Linked DNA regions of Mus musculus: regions 1, 2 and 3 are each linked to region 4. The links are chromatin contacts, called in public Hi-C and HiChIP or PLAC-seq maps. All regions are on one chromosome and are shown on one strand. Each heading gives the region's core, a stretch centred on a gene start, on an enhancer-like site or on the middle of the called end of the contact. The rest is flanking DNA. Distances are from core to core; before and after follow the strand shown. Region 1 overlaps Pik3cb (phosphatidylinositol-4,5-bisphosphate 3-kinase catalytic subunit beta). Region 2 overlaps Pik3cb (phosphatidylinositol-4,5-bisphosphate 3-kinase catalytic subunit beta). Region 3 overlaps Pik3cb (phosphatidylinositol-4,5-bisphosphate 3-kinase catalytic subunit beta). Region 4 has its middle 19 kb from the start of Gm33857.

Region 1 (2,700 bases), core at 157-2,656, 90 kb before region 4:
TGAGTTCTGGGATAGCTAGGGCTACACACAAAAAAAACCATCCTCTGCCAAAAATCATAAATATCAAATGAAGCACTACTAGCACTTGATTTTTGTGTCTGTTAATGCTAAGAAGTGAAGTGAGGGAGAGGCAGGCAGAGGGCAGGGGGACGTGTTGGAACCCATCTGTATTCCAGAACACAGGAAACTGAGACAGGATGATCATGATTGCCTTGGGTCTAAACAAGTTCCATGCCAGCCTGAACCCACAATGGAACACTGGTTTTAACTGCCTTAGTCACCCCAAAACTGTCCTAAAAGGTTAAGCTGATAGAAATGAAATATGCTGGGCTGGAAAGCTGGCTCAGTGGTTAAGAGCACTGAATGCTCTTCCAGAGGTCCTGAGTTCAATTCCCAGCAACCCATGATGACTCACAACCACTCCTAATGAGATCTGATGCCCCCTTCTGGTGTCTGAAGACAGTGACAGTGTACTCATATACATAAAATAAATAAAAATCTTTTACAAAAAGAAAAAGAAAAGAAATGAGATACACCGCTGGGGATTTCTAAGCCTCAAGTTGGGAACCAGAGCCACAAGCAAGGCTGAGAAAAAGAAACAACATAGAAATAGTCTGCCTATTCAGATATCTTGTGTCCTGTGTCTCAAGCTGATTAAGTATAATATCTAACCTGATAGTATTTGGTGAGAGGGCACTAAAAATACCATGCAGGAGAAGGCTATTTTTCAAGTAAATGGTGATGAGCTTTTGGCAAAGATGTTGATTGTCACAGAAGGAGAAGTGAGTAAAGGAAACAGGTCTGAGACTGAGAGCACAACTGAAAATCACATGGTTTTGGGGTTACCAAAGGCCGACACAGGAAACTTACAGAAATAACTCGCGTTTTCTTTGGTGGTAAAGGGAGAGGAAGGTTGGATGAGTTTCGGTTGATGGCAGCCTCTATGGCAATCATTTCTTGTTCATACATTTTCTTGATCTTACAACATTCCACAAGGATGAAGTGGGGCAGGGTTCTATTCATCACACAATTCCGGATGTACTGAAGTAGCAGGAGAGGCGAGGGTAGAGATTTACAGGCATCATTTAAATCAACAAAGAAAATTAATATGAACAGCACTACACTAAATGTACAGTATAGGTATATGTTACTCAACTTAGTATCAAGAATATAATCATTTAAAGTCACAACACAGGAAAGCTGGAGAGGCAGCAGCCCCTGGATGCTCCAGGGAATCCTGCAACCACCTCTGGCCTCTTTAGGCACTACATATACATGGTGCACATACGTCCACAAGGGCAAAACCCCCATACACGTAATATAAAAGTAAATGTAAAACTACAACACAGGAGTCAGTGAGCTGGCTCAGCAGGGAAAGGCACTAGTCACCAAGTCATCAAGTCACCAAGTCTGATGACTCATGTTCAGCCCTGACCTACGGTGGCAGGAGAGAAACTACTCCCAAAAGTTGTTCCCTGACCTCCACAAGCACACTCTGGTGCACACAACTACACATAGAACAAGTGAAAACGTTATAAGGTCACAGCACAGCACAGCAATGCTGATGCATCTTTGTGGTGTACTGCTGGGAAACTAAACCCAGGGGCCACAAGCTTGAGGTCAGTGTTAAGAAAACAGTAGCTCAGCTCAGTATGAGCAAGAGGCCCTGTCTCTGAAGACTACGGGCCAAGGATTGAATTCAGATCATTGCCTAGCAGGTGCAAGAAACCCTGTCCAATTGTTATCATCAAACAAGCCATCAACAGCAAAAACCCACATAAAACAGCCACTGTTAACTGAGTACCCAATTACCTAGGAATGGAGAGAGATACTTACATTGTGGTTATTCTTAATAACAGTCTTCAAGAGACCAAGTTCCATTTCACAGGTTGTGGCCATGAAAACCAGAAGAGCTAACTTAACACACCTCGTATCTCTAAGACCCAAATATAAATCTATTTATCTGATGCCCAAGTTACATGCTGGCCAATCAGCCAGGGATGGTCTAAGTCCAGAGGACGCCTGAGGTGGCCCTTTTGCAGCACAGGATTCTAGGCGAGCGCCACCAGCAGTTTACCCAGGAAAGACCTTCTGGTCTTTCAGTCTAATGTTTTATTTTCATAAAACCAGGAGGCTCCACAAAAGATAAACTAAAAAACAAACAGTGACCATTCCTACTTTTAAGATTACAAATATATATGTATAAATCCCATGAATTCCTGAAAATAAACTCCTTCTATAGATCCAAAGCTTGATCCAGCTTATTCTGTGCTAGCCTGATGGAGGATGTCTTGTGCAAGACGACAGACTGGGAGGAAGAGAAGGATCTCCAGGTTGCTCACCTGACACTTTTGCTTTCTTCTTCCTGCTCAGCTAGAGCTCAACTGCTCACTACCCCAGAGCTGTGCACATAAGCTGTCCTATCCTAGGCCCCCTCTTGAACAAGAGGACATGCCACAACTTTAACAGACAAGACAGTATAAAATTCTGTTACCTGTTAAATGCATCTCAACCCGTTTTCTCTTTGGACACTCGAAACAGGGATCGAATAGCCTGGCCTGGTTGTTGACTCCAGACCTCTTGCCTCTGCCTCTCCACTGCTAGGAGCATGAACATACTGCCACACTTGACTTCAAAACTTTCTTTTCTTACAGACATCACTCAATATGTGGCCCCTCCACACTCCTGACAAGAGCTAAC
Region 2 (2,700 bases), core at 40-2,539, 120 kb before region 4:
AATTAGTTGTTAGAAAATATTACAATATAACAGTTACTAGTTTTAGTTCAAAATCTAGAAAGTATCATAGAATACTTACCTGAAATACTTTGCCAAATGATGAAAACAGAATTTAGGTATCAAAAGATAAGAGAAGGCACCAAACAGTGTAAATGTCACGGATGGATCAGAAAGCACCTGGAGAAGCTGCTGCTAGTCCACTGGCTGTCTGACATCACACCGGGTTAGTTATTAGAGAACATCATGGTATCAAATCGCAATAGCAAAGACTTACCTAAGATGCCAAAACAGAAACTGCCCAATCCTCCGATTATCAAGTGCTCTTTCTAATAGGAATCTGGAGAGGGCACAATCGAGAAAAGGCTCATATTTCAAAACTTGCACCAATTGTAAAAGATACTGAGAGAGTTCTTCATCACTGAAAGAAACAAAAGGGAGAGAAACTCAGCCACCTGTAACATGAAAGGACCCTTCCCTACCAACTGTCACATGCCCTGGCTCATGTGCGTGGGTCTCCTGGACCAGGCCTGTCATGTGCTTACATTCGCTGTACCACGTGATTATACATAAAAACTGCCAGGAGTCGTGCCCACTGCCCCCAAATAACATAATTATTTTGTGTGTGTGTGTGTGTGTGTGTGTGTGTGTGTGTGTGTGATGTATGTGGTATGTGTACCAGTGTTCAGAGGACAATGTGGTGGAGTGAATCTGTCTAGATAGGTTCCAGGGGTCAATAAGGACATCAGGGTTCTGAGACAAAGTTTCTCCATGTCCACTTATAAAAACCTATAGCTACTAGAAACAACAAATATAAAGTGGGAGGCTGCTTCTCCTAGTCATAGGATTCTACATCTCAGACTAATACAGAGGTTACATAGTTCCTTCTGCCTATCAAACTATTCAAAATAGATCTGATTTTAAAAGCAAGGAAAGACCATAGCCAGGATGGGGACAGGAAGATCAGTCTGAGCTTGACAACTAGCTAGCCTGGGCTACACGGTGAGTTCAAGGGCAGATCCCATGTGAAAATAAATAAACTTGCCTCCATCCTAAAATACCAACCCTTCTTATTTGGGGCAATTAATAGACTATGGGGAAGGAAAGAGGGGACAGAGGCATGGCTGCTCAGTTTAGAAGTGCTGGCCTCCAGGGTTGGCCAAGGGCAGGCGCTTGGAAACCAAGGTTTCAGAACTCGGTCCTGTAGTGAAAGGGGAAAGTGGCCTTCCCACACCTAAAGTGTTCATGCAGCAGTAAGGGCTGCACCGCAGAGCCAGCAGAGGGCGCTAAGATCCCACACAAGACCTGGCCACCAGTGCTCACACACATTCCTTGCCCACTCTGGTAACTCCTTGCCCCATGATGGTGCCAGAAAAGAGATACCTCATCTGTCGAAGGCAGCCTACAGCGTATTCCCGGACATACTGGTCTGGATAGTTGAAATCCAGGAGTTCCAGGGCTTCCCTGGGGGGCAGTTTGGGCCATATCTGCAGGAGCGCCTGAAGCTGTTTAAAATGAAAACTGGGTCAGAAGTTTGGTGGACAAAAGTAACTTACCTTTCCCGGCACATGGGAGCACAGATGAGTCAAAACAAGGAAAAAATTTAACTACTGATGCCTCAAACATCCTGGCAGATGCAGACTAACAAAGGTTGCCTTTGTTTCTGAAACATTCTGTGTACGTTTAAAAGGTTATTCTGTGCCTACCAAAAACAAAGTAAGACACTGCAGGTATCTACAGTGATTAACCACCGCATAATTTAAGAACAAAACAACTATAAATAAGCCAAGTCTCAAGCTAAGTAAAGACATATATACTAAGAAAGTCAATAACTCATTTTAAAACTACAAAGTATGTATGTATGTATGTATGTATGTATGTACGTATGTATAGTATGTATGTATGTGTTTGTCTGAGGCAGAGTTTCTCTGTGTAGCTGTGGCTGTCCTGGAACTCTGTCTGTACACTAGGTTAGTCTAGAACTCAGAGATCAGCCTGTCTCTGCCTCTGAGTGCTGAGATTTAAGGTACACACACCACCAAGCCCATCTGCCTTTAGATGAATGTTTAAAGAAATCTATTACTTTACAGACTTTTTATTAGCCAGAACAGCTCGAGCTCCTCAGATCAGAAATAAAAGTGAGTGGTCCACGAGAACTGAACAGTGCCTACATTCTGTTTATGGCTAATAAATCCTGTTATAAATGCTACAGGACATTAGACGACAAGACTCCCTGGGCAAGAGCTGGAGCTGCATGTGAAGACATAGCTGTGGCCACACCCAGGTCTTCAGAAGAGGAACTCTGCCATGGCTCTGTGAGATGTGGAGCCCTTAAAGGCTGAGACAGGAGGACTGGACATTTGAGAGAGGCTAAGGTTACATAGTAACAAAACAAAACATCCAACAAATGGAAATACTTCTGCGGAAAGACATTTTACACAAAATCAGAGTCACACACACACACACACACACACACACACACACACACACTTGTTATTTGGGGGAAAGAAAGTGGAGGGAGAGAAGGAAGAGATGGGAGAGGGAGGGACAAGGAATTTTCTGTCACCTGAGCAACATCTTCAAGTTTATTCCACTTGATTGACAAGAGTAGTTTTGGCAGTGACTGAGGGAAATTTTCTCGGCAGTCTTGCCGTAGAGTCCAAATAAGGTCCATTTCGTTCTCACACAGCTGAGACAGGGGGT
Region 3 (2,700 bases), core at 107-2,606, 71 kb before region 4:
TCCCAAATGAGGGTTACAGGCATACATCACCATCCTTGTTCCTATTAGAAATACTTTAAGGCAGATGTGGTTGTACAGGCCTTTAATCCCAGCAACCAAGAGGCAGAAATAAGAATATTCCTGAGTCCAAGCTCAGCCTGGTCTACAGATGGCTACACAGAAAACCCATGTCTCAAACAAAGAAAAATACTTGTAAAACAGGACATGGTAACACACACCTTTAATCCTGGCACTCAGGAGGCAAAGGCAGGCAGATCTGTGAGTCTGAGACTAGCCTAGGACAGCCAGAGCTTTGAAATAAAGACCTTGTCTCAAAAAGGGCAACTCCTCCCACTAAAATAAAAATAAATACTTTTAAGAAAATACAATCACAGCTGGGTGGTAGTGGTGGTACACACCTTCAGCCCCAACACTTGGGAGACACAGGCTGGCAGATCTCTCTTCCAGGCCAGAGCTAGTTCCAGGCCAGCCAGAGCTACATAGAGAAGCCCTGTCTCAAAGAGAGAAAGAAGAGAAGAGAAGAGAAGAGAAGAGAAGAGAAGAGAAGAGAAGAGAAGAGAAGAGAAGAGAAGAGAAGAGAAGAGAAGAGAAGAGAAGAGAAGAATAAAATTAAAAGGGAAGGAAGGAAAGAGAGAGAAAGAAAGAAAGTAGGGAAGAGAGAGAGAGAGAGAGAGAGAAAGAAAGAAAGAAAGAAAGAAAGAGAGAAAGAGAGAAAGAAAGAAAGAGAGAAAGAGAGAAAGAAAGAAAGAAAGGCTATTAAGGAAGGAAGGAAGTAAACTATTAGTATGGTGGGGAGGGCCTGCCTAGCATGCATGAGGTTCTGAGTTCAAGGCCCAGCACTGCACCTCCCACTGCTGCTACTAAATTGAAAGTAAAACATTTTGTTCTCCTTTGCCTTGTCGTCCTTCTTCCAGAGAGCAAGTGCTACATGCAGAGCCAAGCCTATGAGCTTCCGGTCAGGAGGAGTCTTAAGAGTAGCATACTCTCCTCACAGAAAGGTAAGAAAACCAAAGCCCAGAGACAGCCCTATCCAGCAAGTCAGGGACAGGAGCAGAAAGGGTATTCTTTCATTTTTCAAAGCAATTAGCCATGTTTCCCACACCTCCTTTAAAGGAAATGTTCTGCACAGGGCTACCAAGTCTTCAAGAGCTTAGGTCATTGTATCTTAAGTATGAAAACATAAGATCTAACACTGAGAACAGAATATTTTTAGGTATGACAACTTCTCAGGGAAGCTTTAGGGGTACAGAACACAGCAGGGACAACTGGCCCCACTGAACCCTTAGACAGGAATTACAGAACACAAGCCGTGTCTGTTCACAGGAGAAAGAGGAACAATATAGAGACCTCCACTTCCCCAGCAGCATGCCAGCTAAGCCACTAAAGTACTTCTCTAAATCAGGAAAGAAGGAGAAACCAACACACATGTACACATGTGAACAAGCACAACCAAAACAACTCCGAAAAGGATAGAAGAAGCTCTGAAAGAAAATTAAAGGATACGTTTTTTCTTATTTCCATGATAAAGTGCGAAGAAAGGTGAGTCTACTGTTTTATGTGTGCCTTGAGTATATACAGGGGGACACCCACTCAGCCTTCCAGGTTTTGCTGTCCTGGAACAAAAAGATGCCGGAGGACCATGTGGATAGTAATCGTTTCTAAGAGAGAAAGGCCCTCCTGAGAATGGAAACGTGTGCTCGAAGCTAGGAAAAGGAGCAAACAGTAGGGTTCCGCCACTCTCCGCAGAGCATCTAGATGTCGCCAGCGCCCACCTTCTCCCACTCCGGGAAATCTCGGGCCTTTTCCCTTAAGCATACTATTTTAATCATGCATCCCTGGTGGCGCAAGGTTCCCTGTCTTCCTCTGATAACTGGATTCTTTGTCATTATCCTCTCTGTGTGCCCTACTCTCCAGCCACTGGAAGACACCATGCACACTGGCAGCAAAGGCTATATCTGCTACTGCAGCCTGGAGGCTTCCTTCAGAGGTGACTTAAGTGATAGCTGCTACTAGGACTCTTCCCCATTCCACCACTTACTTTGCTCTGCAGTAAAACTAAGCCATTTTGTTACTTTGTTTTACCAACATGTTTTCACTTTGTAACCTAGGCTAGCCTCAAGCTCACTGTAATTCTCCTGACTGCAGCAAAACTACAATGGATTACATATAACTACTATCATGTGGAACTTCAGCATTTCATTTTAAAAATAATTTTAAAGCACTGTAATGCTATGAAAGAGATCTCTCTAAAGTAATTTTAAATTTTTCATGTGTACACAAACAAAATGCAAAACAAAAAGTAAATTTATAATGAAGTTAAAAGACTAATTTTATACGTCTTTAAACATATATTTGAGTTTTTAATTCTATGATTACCACTTTTTGTTTTGTTTTGACACAAGGTCTCTCTACATAGCCCTGGCTATCCTGGACTCACAGAAATCTGCCCACCTGTAACCTTCTCCTGACTTAGACAAGCACTGCGGTTAGAGCAGCATGTCTTGGAGATGTTTCGTTTCTTGAGTAACAATTTGGATGGGATGCTGTGGGTCTCAGCAAGGGCATTTCTACTTCATTTATCACCATTTTCTTTCACTAATCTGAATTGCACCATTCCTGCTGTTGTGATCATTCACTGTGGATTAACAATTCAAAATCAGTTCAAACAAGAGGCCAGAATGACAAGACAGCAGGAGGGCT
Region 4 (2,700 bases), core at 182-2,681:
CCAGCAGTGGTACCCACTGCTCCATCATTGACATTGCTCCATCCTCAACAATGGGGGAAGGAGATGCTTTTTATAGCCCAAGTTGGTATTGAGAATGAGGGGATTTGGCTGCCTCAGGTCATACTGGGGAGACCAGCAGGGGGAATTATGGGGGACAATGCAGGAGCTCCTTCCATACGTCATATTATCTGGGCAGTGCCTCGCTGGGGAATCAATGCCTTGCCCCTGCGGATCTCTGTATCACTCCATTTCAGCTAACAGGACCTGCGGATCTCTGTGTCACTCCATTTCAGCTAACAGGACCTGCTTCATTTTAGACCTCATGTATCCCAAGCTGTTTTACATTCTGAGCGATTCCAGGTGGAATAAAAATGACCTTGATGGTTTGTATATGCTTGGCCCAGGGAATGGTAATATTTGAAGGTATGGCCTTGTTGGAGTAGGTGTGTCACTGTGGGCGTGGGCTTTAAGACCCTCTTCTAGCTGCCTGGAAGCCAGTATTCTGCTAGCAGCCTTCAGATGAAGGTTGTAGAACTCTCAGCTGTAACCTGTACAATGCCTGCTTGTATGCTGCCATGTTCCTGCCTTGATGATAATGGACTGAACCTCCGAACCTGTAAGCTAGCCCCAATTAAATGTTGTCCTTTATAAGACTGGCCTTGGTCATGGTGTCTGTTCACAGCAGTAAAACCCTAACTAAGACAATCACTATTTTAATTCACTCATAAATAAATACATCAACCACAGCTTTTAAGATTTAAGATGGCCAAATACTTGCTCAGCCTTGAACTCTACACATCTCTGAACTTGTATACACTGAGAACTTTCCCACGGCTGTTCTAAACCAGGGTACTATGGTCAGCAAGAGGTTTACAAAGAAGGCACTTTCAGTATTGCTTTCTCTTTTTATGCCAGAACAACAGCTCTCAGCCTTCCTAACACTGCAACCCTTGAATACAGTTCCTCATGTTGTGGTGACTCCCAAGCATAAAATTATTTTTGTTGCTACTTCATAACTGTAATGTTGACTCTGTTTTCCTTGTTTGTTTGTTTGTTTTTCTGAGATAGGGTTTCTGAATAGCCCTGGCTGGCCAGGAACGCCCTTTGTAAACCAGGCTGGCCTTGAACTCCCAAAGATCTACCCACCTCTGCCTCCCGAATGCTGGGATTAAAGGTGTGCACTATACCAACTGGCCACTAGTATTATAAGTCGTAATGCAAGTATCTGTTTGTTTTTCTCCCAATGGTCTTAGGCAACCCCTGTGGAAGGGTCATTTGACCCCAAAGGAGTTGACCATCAGAACAGACTTTCCATCTCTTCAGTTTAAATCTCTTGATTAGACTAATCCTGCATTTGTAACTCTGCATTGTCCCAGCATTCCCTCCTTGAAACCTTCAGAGACCATGACATCAGCCTGATTCTGGCCACACTCCAGAAACTGTGGGGGGCAGAGGGGGAGAGGGGAAGTACTGCTAGATTGCTGCTCCAGCAGCGGGCCTCCCTGAGGTTCCTGGCAAGTGACACTAACCAAGTTTTGGTGGCCCAGCATTGTCACATCTACTGCAGCCCTTGGTGACGGTATGACCCGGTGTGCGGCCCCTGCAGAGCCCACAGCCTCGTGGGCTGCTGCGCTGTTTCCATCAAAGCCACGGGGCATGGCTTCCGAGAAGCAGCAGGGAGAGCTGCTAGAGAGCAGCAGGTGTGGGCCTGGAGGCAGATCTGGTCTGAGGTGTGTGACTGGGGCTGGGCCACCCGGAAGAGTAGCTCTGGGAGTATTCGTCCAATGGACCTCTAGAGCCGGAAATCTGCCTGTCCATCACTTAGTTAGTTAGTTAGTTAGTTAGTTAGTTAGTTAGTTAGTTAGTTAGTTTTTGGAGATGGGGTTTCTCTGAGATCTGACTGCCTCTGCCTCCCAAGTGCTGGGATTAAAGGCTTGTGCCACCACTGCGTGGCAATTGTATTTTTAAAAATCTTATTCTTACCTCACATGTTCCAGGCTTGAACTCAATGTGTAACTAAGGTTGGCCTTGAACTCCTTAGCCTCTTGTCGAGTGTTGAGACTGCAGGTGTGAGCCTTGACACCCAGCCACACCCACTCTTTCACTGCTCTGTGTGCTCCCTGGATCACCTGAGCAAAAAGAGATCCCTGCCCCTAGTCACAGAGTATTTTTCCTCCCTCCTCCCTCCCTCCCTCCTCCTTTCCTCTCTTCCTTCATTCCTTTTTCCTCTTTTTAACACTTATTTTTTATGTATATGTTGTGAGTATGTTTGTCTGTTTGTATATTACATGAAGGAAGGTACCCTCACCACCACCGTGGTCAAAAGCGGACATCATCTCCAGAGGAGCTGGAGTTACAGGTGGTTGTGAGCTGTCCTATGTGGGTGCTGGGGACTGAAACCAAAGCATCAAAGTCAAGTCGTTAAACTTGGCAGCACAAACTTTTCCATGGAATCATCTCAGCCACCCCGTGGCTATCAGCTTTTGGCACATGGAAATGTGAGCGCACTGGTCATCTCTCATAACCATCCTTTTTTCTGCAGATCTGCACCGACTCTTCTAATTCCAAGATGTATATGGTGGCACACTCTTATAATCCTACTGCTAAGGAGGTTGAGGCAGGAGGACCACCAGAATCAAGGACAACCTATGCTACGGAGTGAGTTTAAGGGTATTATGGACCACAATACATAAATGACAA

The links. A called contact is a pair of places that touch in the nucleus more often than the background predicts. HiChIP or PLAC-seq counts read pairs in DNA pulled down with a chosen protein or histone mark.
Region 1: a contact with region 4 is called in a Hi-C map of bone marrow-derived macrophages, with 59 read pairs. The contact joins two enhancer-like sites. A contact is called at or near these places in 19 of 484 Hi-C or Micro-C datasets (the AML12 cell line, the Ba/F3 cell line, the G1E-ER4 cell line and 10 more) and 5 of 115 datasets of contacts at active chromatin or transcription factors (the HPC-7 cell line, embryonic stem cells, extraembryonic endoderm stem cells and 2 more).
Region 2: a contact with region 4 is called in a Hi-C map of bone marrow-derived macrophages, with 39 read pairs. The contact joins two enhancer-like sites. A contact is called at or near these places in 10 of 484 Hi-C or Micro-C datasets (bone marrow-derived macrophages, cerebral cortex, embryonic stem cells and 1 more), 4 of 115 datasets of contacts at active chromatin or transcription factors (the HPC-7 cell line, acute myeloid leukemia, embryonic stem cells and 1 more) and 1 of 9 other capture datasets (embryonic stem cells).
Region 3: an H3K27ac HiChIP or PLAC-seq map of microglia shows a contact between it and region 4, with 6 times the contacts expected there. The contact joins two enhancer-like sites. A contact is called at or near these places in 1 of 15 datasets of contacts at CTCF or cohesin (the NIH/3T3 cell line), 16 of 484 Hi-C or Micro-C datasets (the AML12 cell line, the G1E-ER4 cell line, MC3T3-E1-derived osteoblasts and 10 more) and 8 of 115 datasets of contacts at active chromatin or transcription factors (the HPC-7 cell line, bone marrow-derived macrophages, embryonic stem cells and 4 more).

The regions. Positions count from the first base shown.
Region 1 is chr9:99,089,280-99,091,979 of GRCm38.p6, forward strand. It overlaps Pik3cb (phosphatidylinositol-4,5-bisphosphate 3-kinase catalytic subunit beta), which reads right to left. Exons shown (of 24, transcript NM_029094.3): 7 at 871-1,041. Among named protein-coding and RNA genes, the nearest start is that of Pik3cb, 50 kb to the right of the region's middle. Within about 2 kb of position 1,407, at least 53 of the 459 cell types and tissues checked have an H3K27ac peak or open chromatin away from gene starts, as enhancers often do. A contact at or near this core is called in the HPC-7 cell line, bone marrow-derived macrophages, granulocyte-monocyte progenitors and 2 more, where this site is marked.
Region 2 is chr9:99,061,457-99,064,156 of GRCm38.p6, forward strand. It overlaps Pik3cb (phosphatidylinositol-4,5-bisphosphate 3-kinase catalytic subunit beta), which reads right to left. Exons shown (of 24, transcript NM_029094.3): 13 at 2,564-2,700; 14 at 1,381-1,502; 15 at 275-418. Among named protein-coding and RNA genes, the nearest start is that of Gm1123, 27 kb to the left of the region's middle. Within about 2 kb of position 1,290, at least 3 of the 459 cell types and tissues checked have an H3K27ac peak or open chromatin away from gene starts, as enhancers often do. A contact at or near this core is called in bone marrow-derived macrophages, where this site is marked.
Region 3 is chr9:99,108,460-99,111,159 of GRCm38.p6, forward strand. All of the region lies in intron 2 of Pik3cb (phosphatidylinositol-4,5-bisphosphate 3-kinase catalytic subunit beta), which reads right to left. Among named protein-coding and RNA genes, the nearest start is that of Pik3cb, 30 kb to the right of the region's middle. Within about 2 kb of position 1,357, at least 66 of the 459 cell types and tissues checked have an H3K27ac peak or open chromatin away from gene starts, as enhancers often do. A contact at or near this core is called in the HPC-7 cell line, bone marrow-derived macrophages, conventional type 1 dendritic cells and 2 more, where this site is marked.
Region 4 is chr9:99,178,985-99,181,684 of GRCm38.p6, forward strand. No RefSeq gene overlaps it. Among named protein-coding and RNA genes, the nearest start is that of Gm33857, 19 kb to the left of the region's middle. Within about 2 kb of position 1,432, at least 43 of the 459 cell types and tissues checked have an H3K27ac peak or open chromatin away from gene starts, as enhancers often do. A contact at or near this core is called in the HPC-7 cell line, bone marrow-derived macrophages, conventional type 1 dendritic cells and 3 more, where this site is marked.